2 separate regions of the Xenopus laevis genome follow, and region 1 is linked to region 2. The links are chromatin contacts, called in public Hi-C maps. All regions are on one chromosome and are shown on one strand. Each heading gives the region's core, a stretch centred on a gene start, on an enhancer-like site or on the middle of the called end of the contact. The rest is flanking DNA. Distances are from core to core; before and after follow the strand shown. Region 1 holds the start of mat2a.L (methionine adenosyltransferase II, alpha L homeolog). Region 2 overlaps sh2d6.L (B-cell linker protein).

Region 1 (2,700 bases), core at 197-2,696, 54 kb after region 2:
TGTTATTTTCCCGTTAGTTTTAGATTGTGACATTAAAACATACGATCAATATCCGAATGTTCACCGTACGATGAATAAAATCTGAACTTGCATGGTTTAGCTTATGTTGAATGCCTTCATCAAATATAATTAAAGGCCTAATAATGGCACGGACGTGTCTGAACTGTGATGTCGTCTTCATTTGTCCCTTACAGTTTGTTCTTTGCTGTCTGGATTTTACAACACGTCCCTGTAACAGAGAGACTACCAGTCTTAAAATAATGCAAAATTGCACACTTATACATATTAGTAACATGCAAAAGCAATAGGTCAATATACTCCACTCATGTTTAGTATGTCATTTTGCAATCTTTCTCTTTGTAAAAGGCAACATATAAAGATGTTTGGGGATTCTTTTCAAGCAAGGGAGACTTAAAGCGGTGGTTCACCTTTAAGGTAACTTTTAGTATGTTATAGAATGGCCAGTTCTAAGCAACTTTTTTATTGCTTTACAGTTATTTGTTTTTTTTCTTCTGACTCTCTGCAGCTTTCAAATGGGGTTCACTGACCCCTTCCAAAAAAGCAAATGGTTTGTAAGGCTACAAATGTACTGTTATTGCTACTTTTTATTACTGATCCTTCTATGCAGGCATTTCCTATTCATATTCCAGTCTCTTGTTGAAATCAATGCATGGTTACTAGGGTAATTTGGACCCTAGCAACCAGATTGCTGAAACTGCAAACAGGAGAGCTGCTGAATAAAAAGCTAAATATCTCAAAATCCACAAATATTAAAAAATGAAAACCAATTGCAAATTGTCTCAGATTATCACTCTCTACGTCATACTAAAATTTATCTCAAAGGTGAACAACCCCTTTAATAGTTAAGTGCACAGAAAGCCCTGCAAAGACTTCAAGAACTTTGCAGCCGAGATAGTTTCACTTCAACCCCAAAGAGAGACTGACATGGCACCGCCCACTTTCTTTCACTACACTGTTTAACTAGGACCGTACCAAAGCATACATTGAGAGAGGGTATGTAATAACCCGAAACATGTCGTGTAGTAGCCTTTAAATAAATACAACCACAGCGATTTTGCTATTGAGAAGTGCTCTCCTCATTTTTGAAAATTTGCCAAAGCATACATTACTTAGGGTTTGTGAAATTTAATTCTGAATCTGTAATGTTCAGTATGTGCCGGGGTTGAGAAAATAAACTTTTTTTTCCCCCAGCAATCGAGCTTGATTATAATTCCCCTTTCTCTTAATCCGCCCTGCTGCCGCCCGCGGAATGGTACGGTCCATCAAACCCTGCCCACTCTCCTCAGGGCTGACGTCAGGGGTGGTGGGATAGGAGGAGGCAGGGGAATGGCGGGACGGTGTCGCGCGGGGAGAGTGACGTCAGCGAGTGTATAAATCAAGAGCAGCCAGCGCCATTGCCTCATTCCAGCTAACGAGGACCAAGAAGTGTGGAAGTGTTCTAGAGCTGCTTTACCTACCCAATCAGAATGAACGGCCAGATGCTGAATGGTTTCCACGATGAGCTCATCGACGAAGGCAGCTTTCTCTTTACCTCAGAGTCAGTCGGGGAGGGGCACCCTGGTAAGTTAATATTAGGCGTATTTGGTATGTTTAGAAGTGTCTAGGGAAACTGCCATACTATAAAGCCTTCTAGTTTCCTGGCCTCAAAATGAGAGACATGGGAAGTGGGTGAGAATAACGCCACCTTCCGTACGACTCTTCCCAGCGTGAGTCTCCGCATTGCAGCCATGAACACGTGGTGCGGTGTCGGCCTCGCTCCTGCAGGTCAGACAAACTATAAGGATATACAAAGCTTCTGAGCACTTCATGGCCATATACGTCACTGATTTCTGAGGCGACTTATGTCCTTCAGTAATCTGTCACGTGACCCAACTTCCCACTACAAAACTATAGTAGATAATGTCTGTTTTATAGGCTTTCCCTGACCCTTGTGTACTTATGTCCAGAAACTATAAAGGTGGGGGAAGGGCAAACTTTTAGAGGGGTTTAATTGAAGGAAAACGGAGATGTTGCCCAGTCTCTGGAGCCTCAATGCTCTGGTGTGGAGATTAAATACACTTAAACAATTACACCTTCAAAACTGAGCTGCAGAATGCTCAATCCTAAAACTTTTCAATTAGTCTTCATTATTTATTTGTTATAGTTTTTGTGTTTGTCTTCTGACTCTCCAGCTTTCAAATGGGGGGGGGGTCGCTGACTCCTAAAAACAAGTGCTCTGTATGGCTACATATGTGTTACTTTTTATTGCTCATCTTTCTATTCAGACCCTCTCCTATTCATATTCCGGTCTCTTATTAAAATGAATGCATGGTTGCTAGGGTAAGTTGGATCCTAGCAACCAGATTGCTGAAATGACAAATAATAAAAATTAAAAGCAGATTGTCTGAGAATATCACTCTCTACATCATACTATCTCAAACGTGAACTATCCCTTTTAAAAACACACTTGAAACTTGGTGTGAAATGTGCCCATACAGCATCAGCCATTACAGGAGGTATATATCGTACAGTATGTGGCTGACATCCTGAACTACAGTCTCTTCCTATTGTGGGAACGGCCATTTTAGGCCTGGAACCGCACTTTGCGTCTACAAATCCCTCCGCTGCGCCCGTTGGAGAAATCCTTAGACAAGGCTTTGTAGCCGCGCTTTAAACTAGACACGCCTCTTCATTTGAGGG
Region 2 (2,700 bases), core at 34-2,533:
GTACACATGTCCTGCTTATATAACAGCCACTACATTTGCTGGGAAATTTTTGGCTGATGCTTTTGAGCATGTTCATTGTTCCCTTAATTGATCCTCCATGCTTGTTTGAGTTGGATTAGTGAAAAGTATTGACAGAACTGTATGCAGTTTATTATGGGAACAAAATCAATTTTTGCACTGTTAATGGAAGCTAACATCAGTGAAGTTCTGCTCAGTTATGATAATAGGGTCAGTATACGTGGAAATACTTAACAGAATTTAAATAACTCAGGGAAATAGCCGATAATCATGGTTTTCTTTGGAATTTGCCGTCAGGGCATTTTAGACTAAAGGTGGCCATAAACGGGCCGATAAAAGCTGCCGACAGACCGAGTCGCCATTTTATTGGCCCGTGTATGGGGCCCACCGACGGGCTTCCCCGATGGGACTAAAAAAATCCCGTCGGATCGCGGCCGCATCTGTTCGTTGATGCGGTCCCGCGATCTGACCGCCCGTTCCCATTCGTTAGGATCCGATTGTTGGGCCCTAGGGCCCACGATCGGATCAGCCCGATATTGCCCACCTCAAGGTGGGCATATTGGAGAGAGGTCCACTCGTTTGGTGACATCGCCAAACGAGTGGATCTCTCCGTGTATGGCCACCTTTACTTTATAATCCTCTGTTAAAGGTTCTGAGATGCACATTCCACAGTTTATATTGCCTTCTTTGTTTTTTAGGATGGATAAACAATTGGTCGTTGAATAACAAAGGGAACCTTGAATAGTGACTTGAACTAACACTTTAGGGCATTGTTTATTAACCTTGCGGCCCCAAATGTTACTGGGATACAGTTCTCTGCATACATTAACCCACCATTATATGTGGAAGAAAGCTGGATTTTGTAATGCAGTATCATCTGGAAACCCCAGTTTTTGAAACAGAGCTCTAAGGTTTATTTACAAAAGAATGACAAAGGGGTAAAGTTTGCTCCACAGCATGTAAATCCCAAGTCTTGTGGCTACGTCATTATGCATTTGTTACATCCACCATCCCATCCCAGTTTTTGCTTAAAATAACACACGCAGCATTTCCATTTAGCCCTACCCTCGAGCTGTCCACATCAGAAGACAACTATGTTCTATTAACTTACATTTTGCACCTAAAATCTATCCTTTGCTTTTTATTACAAGGATGGCTGTTTCTTGTTGCGTCAGAGTTTTGCACAAAGCAACCTGCAGCCATATACTCTGGCTGTGCTATATAAAGACCACATCTACAACATCCCTGTACGGTTACTGGGCCCCCGTGGATATTGTCTGGGCAAGGAGGGCAAGCGACATGAGGAGGTTAGTGACTAGCTATATATTACCGTAAACACATTATTTACAATAAGTACTGCATGGATACCCACCTCTTTTTAACAGTGCTTTTGCATTCTTGGAAAATGCTCAGTCACCAAAGCAGTTATCAACTTAAATATCAGATGTAAAATAGGTCTACTTGGGACTTTAATCCTTGGGACTTTTTTACTGAAGCCTTTATTAGCAGCATATTTTGGATAACTATCATGGAAATTATATGTTAATATAAGCTTCATCATACTGAAATAAGAAACTTTCTAAATACAAGCAATTAAACATTCTGTACCGTTTCTGAAATAATCAAGTTGGTCTTAATTCTACTTATTTTAGCATTTGTCCTTCTTCATTCTGTTTCCTGGAGCAAATTTTGATTGACTGATCTTATACATCTTTTGGGAGGGCTCCCATTTCTAGCAGATGTATTAAAGCTCACTGAAATAACTGATTCCAGCACAAATACAAAAACTGATTTTGGCACAAATTATGCTTGCAGAGAGACAAAGTTTTTAATGATTTTAAAAGAGTGAGCTTGAATACTTAAAAGAAAAAAAAGAGTACCCTCTCAAAGACTATATTAGACTTACCTGTCATTTTAAAATCTGACTCCTGACGCCTGCCTGAAGAGGGAATAAGGAGAGACAGACGCTGTGAGGGGTAGAGTAAGAGTAACTAGGTTTCAGAAACAGGTCAGAATTTTTAATTGATTATGTTTAAAAGTTTTTTTTTCAGTTTGATGAAGCTGATATTAAATTTTCATTTTTGTGATAGCTCTATATCAGACTAATACATACTAATTCCAACTATGCCATTTTTCTATTAGTCACATTCACAGTAGTACTCAAAGACAAAAAGTGAACAGCCTTAAAGAGTGCAGTGAAGGCAGTAGCGTTCCTAGAGGGGGCGGGCCCTGGTGCATGACGCGCAGCCGGGCCCCGCCCCCCTCCGTACGGCCGAATTTTAGCGGCGTGCAGTGCTGCCGGGGGCCCTGAGGGGGTGCGTGCCCTTGCCCGCTCGCACCCCCTGCTCCCCCGGTAGTTCCGCCACTGAGTGAAGGCCAAATGGAATGTTGTCTGCAGATCAAACCAAACTAAACAATTGGGTCAGGCTAGCCCACTATCCAATAACCTGACGTGTGTGTGTTTTTGGGAACAGGACAAGGGTCTCTAGGGAGGTGGTGGCATGCTAAAGCCAGCTGAGCATTCTAACTTCTGTTGCCATATAGCCTGTCCACTAGAGGGCACTCTTCTGTCACTCTACATGCGCATGAGGTTATCCCACTAAGCACATACACATATATATGCCAATAAACATTCCTGTGCAAAACTGTTCATGTCAGTAGCTATTATACAGTTACTGGCAG

Evidence for each region. Hi-C and Micro-C count contacts between places; a contact is called where the count stands out from the background.
Region 1: a contact with region 2 is called in a Hi-C map of the XTC cell line, with 2.5 times the contacts expected there. The contact joins the promoter of mat2a.L here to the enhancer-like site in region 2. A contact is called at or near these places in 2 of 4 Hi-C or Micro-C datasets (the XL177 cell line and the XTC cell line).

The regions. Positions count from the first base shown.
Region 1 is chr3L:133,368,734-133,371,433 of Xenopus_laevis_v10.1, forward strand. mat2a.L (methionine adenosyltransferase II, alpha L homeolog) reads left to right here and starts at 1,447. Exons shown (of 9, transcript NM_001086706.1): 1 at 1,447-1,581. The coding sequence starts at 1,488.
Region 2 is chr3L:133,315,033-133,317,732 of Xenopus_laevis_v10.1, forward strand. It overlaps sh2d6.L (B-cell linker protein), which reads left to right. Exons shown (of 14, transcript XM_018253443.2): 13 at 1,170-1,325. Among protein-coding and RNA genes, the nearest start is that of sh2d6.L, 25 kb to the left of the region's middle. Within about 2 kb of position 1,284, at least 2 of the 7 cell types and tissues checked have an H3K27ac peak or open chromatin away from gene starts, as enhancers often do.